Linked DNA regions of Mus musculus: regions 1 and 2 are each linked to region 3. Evidence: chromatin contacts called from public promoter capture Hi-C data. All regions are on one chromosome and are shown on one strand. Each heading gives the region's core, a stretch centred on a gene start, on an enhancer-like site or on the middle of the called end of the contact. The rest is flanking DNA. Distances are from core to core; before and after follow the strand shown.

Evidence for each region. Promoter capture Hi-C pulls out the DNA fragments that hold promoters and counts their contacts. Capture Hi-C pulls out chosen DNA fragments and counts their contacts.
Region 1: a promoter capture Hi-C map of adipose tissue shows a contact between it and region 3. The contact joins the promoter of Slc4a5 here to the promoter of Stambp in region 3. A contact is called at or near these places in 3 of 39 promoter capture datasets (the 3T3-L1 cell line, hippocampal neurons and neural stem cells), 1 of 484 Hi-C or Micro-C datasets (ventral hippocampal neurons) and 1 of 9 other capture datasets (adipose tissue).
Region 2: a promoter capture Hi-C map of neural stem cells shows a contact between it and region 3. The contact joins the promoter of Ccdc142 here to the promoter of Stambp in region 3. A contact is called at or near these places in 4 of 39 promoter capture datasets (cranial neural crest, hippocampal neurons, neural stem cells and 1 more), 2 of 484 Hi-C or Micro-C datasets (B cells and Sertoli cells), 1 of 115 datasets of contacts at active chromatin or transcription factors (the 230-238 cell line) and 2 of 9 other capture datasets (adipose tissue and liver).

Annotation. Positions count from the first base shown.
Region 1 is chr6:83,235,270-83,239,513 of GRCm38.p6, reverse strand. It overlaps Slc4a5 (solute carrier family 4, sodium bicarbonate cotransporter, member 5), which reads right to left and starts at 2,139. Exons shown (of 25, transcript NM_001166067.1): 1 at 1,752-2,139.
Region 2 is chr6:83,099,707-83,103,840 of GRCm38.p6, reverse strand. Ccdc142 (coiled-coil domain containing 142) reads right to left here and starts at 2,325. Exons shown (of 9, transcript NM_001081266.1): 1 at 1,203-2,325; 2 at 797-883; 3 at 572-721; 4 at 309-439; 5 at 116-229. The coding sequence starts at 2,157.
Region 3 is chr6:83,570,065-83,574,034 of GRCm38.p6, reverse strand. It overlaps Stambp (STAM binding protein), which reads left to right and starts at 1,531. Exons shown (of 10, transcript NM_024239.2): 1 at 1,531-1,624; 2 at 3,516-3,732. The coding sequence starts at 3,530. All of the region lies in intron 1 of Gm21284 (predicted gene, 21284), which reads right to left.

The DNA.
Region 1 (4,244 bases), core at 890-3,389, 340 kb after region 3:
CCTCCCACCAACTGTCCGCAGACTGACCTCATGAAGCTTTCCCACCTCTTCTGAGTCTCTTATCTCTTCAGTTTCTCCGACTTCTGCCTTCAATTATTGATCACTTGGTCCTTCCCTGTCCGTATTTTGAAGAACTCTTTTCAAACCTAACCTCTCTCTCCCCTGAAACTTCCCGGTAGAGCCAGGCATTCAACAGCACCCAGACAAGGACCCACCACGGACCACGATCATCTTCATGTTGAACGTGTCCTGGAGTCCCAGAGGTAGGAGACACAGTCCACCTGGACATGAGTCACACAGTTAGCGCTTACGTGTGAGCATGATACACCTGTCACAAGGCTTAGACCACAGATGGCCCTATTGCCTCTTACCGCCACCAACCCCAGGATGCAGGCTCAGCACTCATGGAAGAAAACCTCTGGCCGTGGAACCTTCCGCTTGGCCTTGTCTGCACCCTTCCTGTGTCCCTCAGAGCCAGCCCCAACCATTAGTCCCTCTCAGTAAACTTCTTAGGCTTCTAGCCCACTTCCGAGAGGAAATAAAGGCATGCAGGTGTGAAGTCCACTAGATTCCTCTCTGCTAGCCTGTACCCTGCTGCCCACCACCCTTGGGGCCGATCCTTCCTCCACTCACCGTCCTCAGCACCTCGTCCAACAGCCCCTGCTGCCTCCCCAGCCTCATCACCTCTGGGTACCCCATCCATGGCCTGGCAGCAGCCGAGTTCGCTCTTTAAATATTCCTAGCAAGCTTGTGCAGTGGACTTCCAGAATCATAGCGTTCTTTGAGGGGGACCCTGTCCACACAGGGTAGAAACGATTTTCTTAGCAGAAAAAAGTGCTAGTAACTTCTGTGGTTATAGACCCGCAATGAACGTCACTGATCTAGATGTATCTGAGTTTGAAATGTTTCTATTGTTTTAAACTTATTTCACTGGCTTATTGAGTTTAAGGAAATTTCTTTTTAAAAAAAGGTAATTTGTGTAGGCATAGTGCCTTTATGGCAATACACCTTTAATCCTAGCTCCTGGGAGGCAGATGCAAAGGGATCTCTTTGAGGTTGAAGCCAGCTTGGTCTACATTGTGAGTTTCCAGAAAGCCAGGGCTACAAAGAGAGATCCTATCTCCTAAATAAATAAATATACAAATATATAACCAACCATCCTAAAACAGAACAAACAAACAAAAACCTCATTGTTTTCTCTTTTCTCCCTTCAAATTGGGAGATGACTATGGCTCTTTGATTCTGAAGAAACAAACCAATTCCCTATGGGATCAGTCTATTAGCTACTGCTCAGTTTTGGATTTGCCTTGCTGGGAACGGGACCCAGGACCTGTTTGCACTTAGCAAGCAATCCACCACTGGGCTGCATCCCTAGCCCGATAGCAACTCAAGTGTAGATTTGCTCTCGTGGATTTCCAGCTGAAAAGCCTTGGGTGGCTCTTCATTACCTAAAGCTTGGGTTTGGTGATATGGTTCAAACCATCGCCAGCAATCTGGACCTAGCCTAGTGCATCCTTGGCTCTGCTGTGCCCAAGCCCAGTCACATCAGAATCACACATACAGTTCTCTGAAAACAAGGACCATACCATCCTTTAGACCTCTGTCCCCTATTTTGTATATCTGCAATCTTCCACATCCTTCAAGGCCAGGAGAAGGCAAATAAATGGACAGATCCTTAAGAGATAGCAGATTAGAAAGCACAGGCAGAGTAGGGGTCTATCCGAGCGAGCACCAGCCTGTCTGGGCAGTACCTGCTCCCTGGAACAGCTGAGCGCTGGAGTCTCCGGAGGTTGGTGCTGCCTCTGGCCCCAGCCTGCTTCTGTGGCTGCTACCCTGGCTGTGGGTCTCCTCCAGTATCCTCTTCCCCACAAAACAAACTCACTTTTGTTTCTAGTTAAGCAGCAAGGGAGGCATGGAGGAGGAGGGCAGGAGAAGGACGAGAGGGAAGGTGGGGGATTGGGGCTCGAGAGAAATAGCGATGGGTGTGAGTGATTTCGTGGAAATCCTGGGAGAAACCAGCAAATGAGAAAGAAAGGGGGCGGGGGAATCTGAGGTATGATGGAGAGAGGAGGCTTAGCGCTGAAGCTCAAACAGGGACCTGTGTGCTCCTCAGCAGCAGGGTGGTGGCAGCTGAGGACTGTGTGAGAACACCTAGAGCTGCCCCTCCCCCGCCCGCTCCCCGCGGGCCCCTCCCCCTCCCCTAGAGCCCTTCCGGACAGACCTGGAGGCTCCAGTAGAGCAGGGCACCTCTCAGGCTCCTTATAAAGGCTGGGGCTGGGAGGTAGCATTTGTACACAACCCCCCTAGGGCCTCGTTAAGATCTTGAGATTTTGGTGGCAGGTGAGCAGTCTGTAATAGCCTGGCAGGCCTGGTGCCCTGGCCAGGACAGCCTCACCAACCGCTGGGAGTTGGGCGTGGAGGTTGGGTTGTTGTTGTTGGGGGGGTGGGGGTGGTGCTTGCTGTGGGCTTTAAAATGTTGCATGGGGCTGGATTAGCTCTCTTCACAACTTTAAACCAATTCCTGGATTTGCTGTTTGTACCCACTTCTACGACAAAATGACAAGCGTTGTCACTGAGTGGATGTTTTCTGGGAGCCCATGGACAGCAGGAACTGGTCACTTCGGGGGCATGTATGAACCCCATGGGGGAATTACTTTGCTCTCTGAGAAATGTCTAATCTGGGGTTTGGCTCAACAAGTGCTTACCATGTGCAAGGTTGAACGGAGGTCACAGAGGCTCAGAGGCAGCACTACAAACTCGGTTCCGAAGTCTTAGAATTGGGAGGGGGCTTGATGATGATGAAGTGCAAACCTTCAGTTCACAGATAAAAATGGGGAGTTGGTGGACACCTCAGAAAGCCCTGGTGCAGGTGAGTTGTCTGGGGAGAGCTGGCTACATACTGTCCCATGCCCGGGTCCCTGACCACATTGTCATACTTGAGGTTAGACGATCAAGCAGGGTCTGTTTGAGATGGGGGTTAAGTGCAGCCCAGATGGGCCTCCAGGGTCTGAGACACAGGATGAAGTCTGGTGCGTCTGAGATTACAGGCCAGGGTGCTGGTGCTGTCGCAACATCATCAGAGAGCACTGGGGCTTGAATGGGGCCTCTGTTATGCTGGGCCAGCCCTCTACTCACTGAGCTAAAACTAGCTCCAATCTGAGACATCCTCCTGCATCACACTCCTAGTTCAGGGATTACAAGTGTGCACCACCATGCCTGGCTCCCACTCTGCCCATGTAAAGAAACAGAAATATGATCAGGTTCATGGGGAGCTCCAAGCAAAGTTACCATCACAGAGTCCCCAGCAGTGGACATCCCAGGAGTGTCCCCACTGAGGGTCCTGGCCTCATAGATTACACTCCACTGTGAGTGTGGTCCTACTGAGTCCTACTAAGTCCTACTGAAGCACCCTCTACAGGACACACTAAGTCAGAGGCAGGGTCTACCTCCACACCCAAAGAAAGATTTCAAAGCGCACGCCTTTAATCCCAGCACTTGGGAGGCAGAGGCAGGCAGATTTCTGAGTTTGAGGCCAGCCTGGTGTACAGAGCGAGCTCCAGGACAGCCAGGACTACACAGAGAAACCCTGTCTCAAAAAAAAAAAAACAAAACAAAACAAAAAAAAAAAAAAAAAAAAAAAGAAAGAAAGAAAGAAAAAGAAAGATTTCAAAAGAAACTGGAGAGACCGTTAACATTGTAGAGAGGCCAGAGCTGGGTTCATCTCTTGATGCTGCAAATTATTAGCAGTAATTGTATTGGCAATGCAGTAACCTCTGTGAGACTCAGTTTCCCTGCTAACTAAGTAGAAATGATGGCATCCACTTCTCTGAATTCTGGTGGAGAGTAACTGGAATAATCCTAGCAATGTGACAAGCACTCACCGGCCCCTCAAGTGATATTCCTACCATTGCGCTTGTGGCTATGACCAGCTTCCTATCACCAGCCTGCTCCCACCCTGAACATCCCAGGGACCTCGTCCTTTTCACTGTCTGACCCTGCCCCGGCCACTTCTGCTGGGGCCCTTCCCTATCACAGCCCCTCCTTCCTGCCCACTCAAGGTTTATCTTACCACATGTTGGACCACTGCATCAGGGACTTCCCTAAGGTGCTGTGGCCCCATGTACACTTAGTATGTTACAAGCTAGCCCTCCTCATGAGAAATGCCACAAGTAATGGCCCCTTTGGTCTGTAGTGGAAGAGGTGCATACTGTGGGCCCAATTGTTGAAACAGACTCAGACAAACT
Region 2 (4,134 bases), core at 1,076-3,575, 470 kb after region 3:
AAGAAGCCAACAGAGAAAACTTTAGCAGAGACTAAGGAGATTGGAGATCGCAAGGTCCCCAGCCCTGTTCTCTAGGCACACACTTACGCTGCCACTCTCAGGTCTCTGCACTCACCTGCATCTTTTCAGTCAAATTGTGGATCTCTAGGCCCAGCTGCTGCTCCACCTCCAGAGTGAGCGCTGCTTCGGAGGCCAGGCTGGACAGCGCCTCCACCGCAGACAGAAGAGGCTGTGGGCAGAAACAGAGAGGGAGGGCTCAGCTCAGGCCACTGAGGGAGGCTGCTCCCTCCCAGCTCTGGGCCACTCACAGGCAGATCCTTCTGGAGCAGGAGCAAGAAGGAACCGGGGTCCCACGCTGCCAGGTGCTGCTGAGCTCTGCCCACAAACCAGAGCAAGGTGGTCTGCAGGGTACAGAGCCCCAGAGCGACAGGCGTAGGACCTGGGAGGGGAAGGACAGTACCCTAGGGTTCATAGGTCACCTCCAGGAGAAGGCCAGCTTCAGAACAGAGGACAGGCAAAAGATAACAACTGCCCCGCCCCCTGCCCTCCCATTCCACACCTCCTGTCTCACCTGCAGGCGGACACAGCCTAAGTTCTGGCCTGGGCTGTCGAAGGCTATCCAAGAGGGGAGGAAAAAGCCGCTGCAGCAGCTCAGAGGTAGGAGACAGTGACGCAGGGCTGCTCTGACCACCCAGGGCTGATCCTAAGGCCTGGCAGAACCCTGGCATGACAAAATATAGTCTGAGGGGGTGCGCAACAGGATCCTTGGGTCACCCCAATGTCCTTTTCTCCTTACCTTGGTCCCAGCTGCAGATGACAGACTGGTGAAACAGGCTGTGACACAGAGACAACAGCTCCTTCTCACACTCCTGAGGCAGGGGTGCTGATGGGAGAAATGAAGGAAGCCTGGAAACAAATCCCTGGTGACAGCCCCTGCCGACTCCACTCAAGTCAGGCATGGTGGCTCTCCGGAGGCAGGAGGCTGAGACCAGCGTCCCAGGCCAGTGTGGACTAAAACCTAAATAAAGACTGCTATGGGAAGCTGCGTGGCCTTGGGAAACCCTAAACGCTATACTTTAAACTCGGGGAAGTTCATTCATTCAAGGCCCTGCGCTTGCTGACAGGCTGGAGTTGAGAGAGGGTAAAGGGAAAAAGACACCCTCACCACAACCTCCAAATGCCAGCTCGGACCCCTCGCTTACCTTGACACAGTGCCTGACTCAGCTCTTGTGCCATTGCTCTAGGGTCCTCCCAGGGTCCCACGCGTAGGTCCAAACACTTAGCACAGGCTGCCCACAGCAAGGTCCAATACTGGCTCCACAGGGCTCCAGGTCCCCCAAGCCTCAGTCCGCTGCTGTCGGTGCTAGCCACGCCCCCTACCAGGCCCAGCAGCCCGGGCAGCAGCTCTCGCTCTTGCTCGCACTGCCGACGGAGCTGCTCCTGCAAGCCCGATCCGCCACGGGCTTCAGCCAGCTTATCTGCCACCTGACAACCCCGCTCTGCAGCCAGGAGCTGGAGCACACGGGCCGCGGGGAATGGGCGCGCGGCCCCGGGGACGAAGTTCAGGGAATGTCCCTGCAGAGTGTGGTAGAAGGGAAGGGCCAGCAACAGTTCGGCTAGCTGGGATGTCAGGCCCAGGCTAGCGGGTGTCCGGCCCAGTGAACGAAGCTGCATCTCGATGGCAGCCTCCAAGTGCTGGGCAGCTAGCCCGACAGGGCGAGTCAGGAGAAGCGTCTCCCTGGAGCCCGGGAAGCCGAGGCGCAGAGCCGCCCCACGAGATGGGCACAGCTGTAAATCGCCGTGCAACTGCTGCAGGGAGAGGGAACCGGCCGAGGAGCCGGAGCGGAGCAGCCGCACGACCGCCTGCAGGTGGCGGGCGCAGTCCCGGGCCCGCAGGAGCTGCTCTCGCTCGCGGTGCAGACGAAGCAATGTGGCCCGGAGCCGCTGAAGAGCGAAGGGCATCGGGCCGCTTGCAGACGCGGGAGCCCACGGCTGTCTGCTGAAGTCCGGGCACGGGACGCTCACCGCAGCCAGTAGCCCTAGCCCTCCACGCCTCCCCTCGTCCCGCTCCTCCCCAGCGCCCACGGGCTGCGCCCACGACGAGGGTACGTTAGCGAGTGGAGGCAAAGGGCCACTAGAGCTGGACGCCCGTGCCATTTGCACGGCGAGTCCCAAACGAACCTAACGCTCGCCGCCTCCCCGCTTCCCGTCGCACTCCACGCCCGTGGGCGCCAGGACTCACCAGCTAGCCGGAAGTCTCGTGGTCTTACTGGGGCTCCGTAGCCACGACCTCTGCCCCTAACAAAGATGGCCACCCACTTACTCTTTCCCGGCCCTTAACGACTATCAAATTCTAGCTAGACTTTCCTGTCACCGTTAACGGGAGGTGGCGCTGATGCTAAATGCTGTAGGGAGAGTCAAGCTAGGTGTGACTTGACAGCAGGAGACCCATGTCTCCGCCATCCCTGACTTCCTAGTGTACCGCCTTCCTGCAGTCTGCCCTCTGGGGGTCCTGCGGCGGTCTACTACAGAAAAGAGGAAAGCGAGACCTCAGTTTGCTTTTGCTTTGATCGTTGTCTTCGTGTTCATTTGTGGGCGTGTTGTTGTTCAGTTCTCTTTGAATCTCACTGTGTATGTTCTTAGCTATCCTGAAACTCTCATGTAGACCAGGCAGGTCTCGAACTCAGAGTTGTCAGCCTGCCTCCGCTTCCTGGCTTAAGTTAAGAGTGTGTATGTGTGTCATCACAGCCAGCTTCAACTTCTTTTATGTTTTCTTTCAGTCATCTCTGAGAGTTTTGGGAAGCAGCTGGTTCGGACCCTACTCATAAAGATCTTAGGCAAAGGAACAGCAAGGGGTCCTCGGGCTGCTGCTGCTGCTGCAATGCTCTAAGCAGGCAAAATTGAGCATTTGAGGGTCTCCAGTTTGAGGTCAAGGCAGTAGTTACAAGTGCTTGGGAATATATTGTGAACAGAGGACAAGACCCCACAGCATGGAAAAGAATATTATTACTGCCCAGCACTAAGAGATTGAGGCAGGAGGGTTGTCTAGAGGTGGTCGACACTTGGCCAACATACTTTCAAGTTAGCCTAGGCTACAGTGTGAGACCCAGCCTCTGAGAGTGGTTTAAAAGGTTGGAGATAGGGGGTTAGATTCCTGAAGTAGTTGGTACAGTTACTGAGGGAGAGAGAGGATCAGATATGGGATCACCGAAAGACTAAGTAAATATACAGCAGTTTTCCTGGCCATTCACTTCTAGACTCTCAGAGTCAACAAGTCCTCAGGCTAAAGATCCAGGTTATGAAGGGACTCTGGCTAACTCTCATGTGGGCACTGTTCTGGCAAAACCATTCCCCCTGCCTTGCTAAACAAAACAAAACAAAACAAAACAAAACAAAACCAAAAAACATTGTTACATTTCTAAAACTAGCCAAGAGGTCTATTCCCTTATTTGGCCACTTCCTTCTTCTAAGGCTGACTACCAAGGTATGGCTATCAAAGTACTGAAGTCCAGCAATCAAAAGGCCCCCTTTAGTTTACCTAATTAGCATACCCGATCAAAATTAAACACCTCATCCTAACCCGGGTTTCCCCCTTTACTATCATAACTCCATTTGTCTATGGGCCACAACTGTCTCCTCTCTATCCAGAGGTAGTCCTTTGTCCTCCAGGATAAACACCCTTGCCCCTTTTGTCTCCTCTCCTTTGTTCCCTTCCTCTTTTTCCTGGTCCTCTATCTCCTGTCTTTGTCCCTTATTACCTGCCCTTTGTCACTCTAGGGCAAATAAATTTCTTTTGTGCTGAGAACTTGGTCTGGAGCAGGGGGCAGGGGCAGGTGGTCCTGAGCTAATACTGATCAGTTACAGGTCACATAAAAATTGGCCCCCGCCGTAGATTCATGAGCACCTGCCTCCAAAGTCAAGAAGTCTCAAAACTAACTAATTGAAGCTGAAGAGGTGCTTTAGCCTGACTGCTCATGTAGAGGACCCCTGTGCAGTTGGCTTGAAACAGCCTGTAACTCCAGTTCCTGGGGGCTCTGACATCTTTGGTCTCTGGAGGCACCTTCACATGCTTGCACATGCCCGCACTAAGATACATATAATTCAAAAATAGAAGAAAATGCCGGGCGGTGGTGG
Region 3 (3,970 bases), core at 282-2,781:
TGAGTCAGACACCCTTTATCTCAATAACACCTGCACATCCAAGAATGTGTGTTGAGTGTGGGACCACAAAGTCATGGTAGGCGCTGGGGAGAGAGATGTAAGCCAGAAAATCTCCCTTCTTTTGAGAAATCGTATTTTAGGAGAATCCTACAGGAGGGAGGGCTATGAAGAGAGTTAAAGCAGAACCAACACGGGCTAGGGAGAAGGGTCAGAGGGTAAGAGGCGCCTGCTGCCAGGGCTGCTAACCTTAGTTCAGTTCCCAGAACTTAACCATAGGGTAATAAAGAAACTGTCCCACAAGGTGTCCCTCTGACAATTACCGTTCCATGCTCACTTGCACACATCCTCACCGTGTGTCTTAGTCAGGGTTTCTATTCCTGCACAAACATCATGACCAAGAAGCAAGTTGGGGAGGAAAGGGTTTATTCGGCTTACACTTCCATCCTGCTGTTCATGACCAAAGGAAGTCAGGACTGGAACTCAAGCAGGTCAGGGAGCAGGAGCTGATGCAGAGGCCATGGAGGGATGTTCTTTACTGGCTTGCCTCACCTGGCTTGCTCAGCCTGCTTTCTTATAGAACCAAGACTACCAGCCCTGAGATGGTCCCACCCACAAGGGGCCTTTCCCCCTTGATCACTAATTGAGAAAATGCCTTACAATTGCATCTCATGGAGGCATTTCCTCAACTGAAGCTCCTTTCTCTGTGATAACTCCAGCTGTGTCAAGTTGACACAAAACTAGCCAGTACACCGTGCAAACACACACACACACACACACACACACACACACACACACGATAAAAATTAATGTAAGTTTAAAAAACAAAAACAGGACCGACTGGCAGAGGGTGGCTATGTAGATAGGTAGTCCATGATGCTTTGTTTGAACCGGCGATGTCAGCTCTGCTGTGAATGACAAGCTAGATAGCGATCCCCCTTGAAATATTAATTCGCTATTATTCCGATGGAGGAGCCATTGGCAGGAAACTCCTGCTTCAGAATGGGACCCTTGGAGGCTCTCAGAGACTGAACCACCAACTAAAGAGCATAAGCAGGCTGGATTTAGGCCCCCCACACATATGTAGCAAATGTGCAGCTTGGTCTTCATGTGGGTCCCCCAACAACTGGAGTGGGGGCTGTCTCTAAAGCTGTTCCCTGTCTGTGGGTCCCGTTCGCATAACTGGGCTGCCTTCTCCGGCCTCAGCGGGAGAGGGGAGAGGATGAGCCTAGCGTTGCAAAGACTTGATGTGCAACAGTCAGGGGGAGTGGGATATCCAGAGGGAGGAAGGGAGGGATTGTGCGTCGCGGGGGGGGGGGGCGGGGAGAGCGGGGAGTGCAACGGTAGGGATGTGAAGTGAATAAAAAGATAAATTAATGGGGGGAAAAGCATACTGGTTTCTGCTGCAGTCCCCTCTTTCACTAGGTTCCCTTTCCTTCCTGGTTCGTTTTCTTTACCAAAAGGAGCGCTGCAGCGCTCCCTCTCATTGGTGGAAGATTCCAGCCCCACCCACCAGTTCTCCACACCAGGTCCTAAATCCGTGGAGCGTAATTGAAGGAGTGGCGAGAGTGGGCGTGTCATCGGAGGTGACGTTTCCGGAAGCTCTGACTGTCATCCTTCACGAAAGGTGGGAAGGGTCCCGGGAATGCAGCGGGACTGGGGATCCTGGCGCGGTGGGACCCCGCGGGGAGAGGCCGTGAGTGTGGGGTCCGTGTCCCTGGCCCAGGCCGGCCGCGCGCGAGCTCTGGGATGGCCCTGTCTTCAGGGCTGGCTTCAGACCAGCCAGGCCTGGTCTCAACACTCCTTGCATTTTCGAGAAACCTGACTGAGTGCCTTGCATTTTTGGAGAAACCTGACTGAGTGCCTTCTAGATGGGCGCTGCCAGCAGTTACTGCTGGATCCCTCTCCCGATACACACGCTCTGCAGGGTTGCTGAACCCCATGTTGTCCCGAGCCACTCGATGGCTTCTGGAGGATGGTCCTTTCTTTACCCACAAGTGCCTCTCTCGAGAGGTGCCCAGATGGCCAGCATCCCATTCCAATGAGCTCTTCTGGGCTGTGCCCAGTTCGGCGGTTAGGGACGTGGGCAGATTTACACTCTCAAGAGGATGTGTTTTACACTCGCAATGTCCCCACACTCCTAGCAGCCCTCGGCTTTTGCTAGAAAAGGGAGTTTAGTGGGGAAACTTCGTGGACAAAATGCCACCGCAAAGTTAGGGCAAGCTAAAGCAGAACTGGCCTAGAGAAAACAACCTCTGAGGACAGGTGAGTAGAACTGAGATATAGCTGAATGCACAACACTGTAATCTGCGTCTCCCCGGGCAGATGGGAATCCTGACCGAGGAATAAGATGGGAAAAACAAGACTGCTCAGACCCAAGATGAGTGTATTCTAGAACAGGCTGGCTAGGGTGTGCTGTTATCCAGTGCACACCGACAACCCCGTTCCACTCAGGATTATGTGCAACGATGGTGCCAGGGAGCCCAGAAGCAACATCTAGAAAGAATGTAAATTCCTACAGTTTGGGTACCAATGAGTAGGAACTCCTAGAGTGTTCCACCCCAACCTAGGTGCTGTCACTTTGCCGTTTACACCCTGCTTGGCTTGTGGGGACAAGCACGGATTGATGCTTCCAAGCATGAACTACCTGGCCCTGAAAGTGGTGAATGGGATGGGCTGAAGTGAAGGGTGGTTTAGTGAGCAGCGTCAGGAATATTCACCCTAGAAAGGAGCCCCGCATTAACCTTGTGTTCAAAACTGAGGAAGCGTATCCCGGTAAATACCATTTCATCTCTGGTGGAATGAAATGGTCGACATGAATTATCCAGGCCGTGTTCATGAGGATTCACTGAACACACTCTGCCAGGGATTGGGTAAACGGAAGTGGTCATCCGCATAAAGAAACAAGAAAAAGAAAAAGACGCAGTTCTCTGGATGGGCCTCCTACTGATGGAGAGTAACTCTTGGTAGCAGTAAGACCAACCCACAGTGCCCTGTTAATGACTGTGTTCCTTGTACCATCAAATTGCAGGACAAGCTTGGTTTTCTTTTGTTGTTTTTTTTTTTGGTTTTGTTTTTTGTTGTTTTTGTTTTTGTTTTGTTTGTTTGTTTTTTGTTTTGTTTTGTTTTTTTTTACCTGTGTCAGTCCTCAAATCAAGATTTGGGTGTTCATGAGGCCAGGAGGGATAATTTGTTGATCAGAACCTGTATGTAGTGTATGTAGTGTTTTATTTTCTCTAATGTTTTGTTTGTCCATTTCGTATTCTGTTTTTGTTTTGAGACAGGGTTGTTCTTTGTAGCCTTGGCTGTCCTGGAACTTGCTAGGTAATCTAGACTGGCCTTGAACTCAGAGATCTAACCTGCCTCTGCTCCTCAAGTGATAGGATTAAAGGTGTACTCCACCATGGCTGCCTCTTTGTCTAATTTCTTGGGAGGTTTGTGAGAGCTCATCCTGTTCTGACCGCTGGGAAGCTGCGGCCTTGGCTTTGATGTTACCTGTCTTTTCTCTTCTGTCTCAGAACTTATTTGTCCAATGTCTGACCATGGGGATGTGAGCCTCCCACCCCAAGACCGGGTGAGGATTCTGTCCCAACTTGGGAGTGCAGTTGAGTTAAATGAAGACATTCCACCCCGTCGCTACTACCGCTCCGGTGTTGAGATCATCCGCATGGCGTCCGTTTACTCGGAAGAAGGCAACATTGAACATGCCTTTATCCTCTACAACAAGTACATCACGTAAGACAGCTACCGTTGCCTTTTTGGGTCCTGTGCCTGGCATCCCTTGTGCTCTGCCCCTGTGCTCACCTGTGGTTCTCACAGTTGCTGACAGTGGGGTCCTTGACACTGTCAACCATTGATCGGGTTCCAGACAACTTTCACGTGTGAGTCATCCTTGCCATTCAAAGGCACAGGGACAGAAGGTGGTGGTGTTGGACTTAAGAGTTTCCTGAGTAGAAGGCTTGGTTCTCAGGCT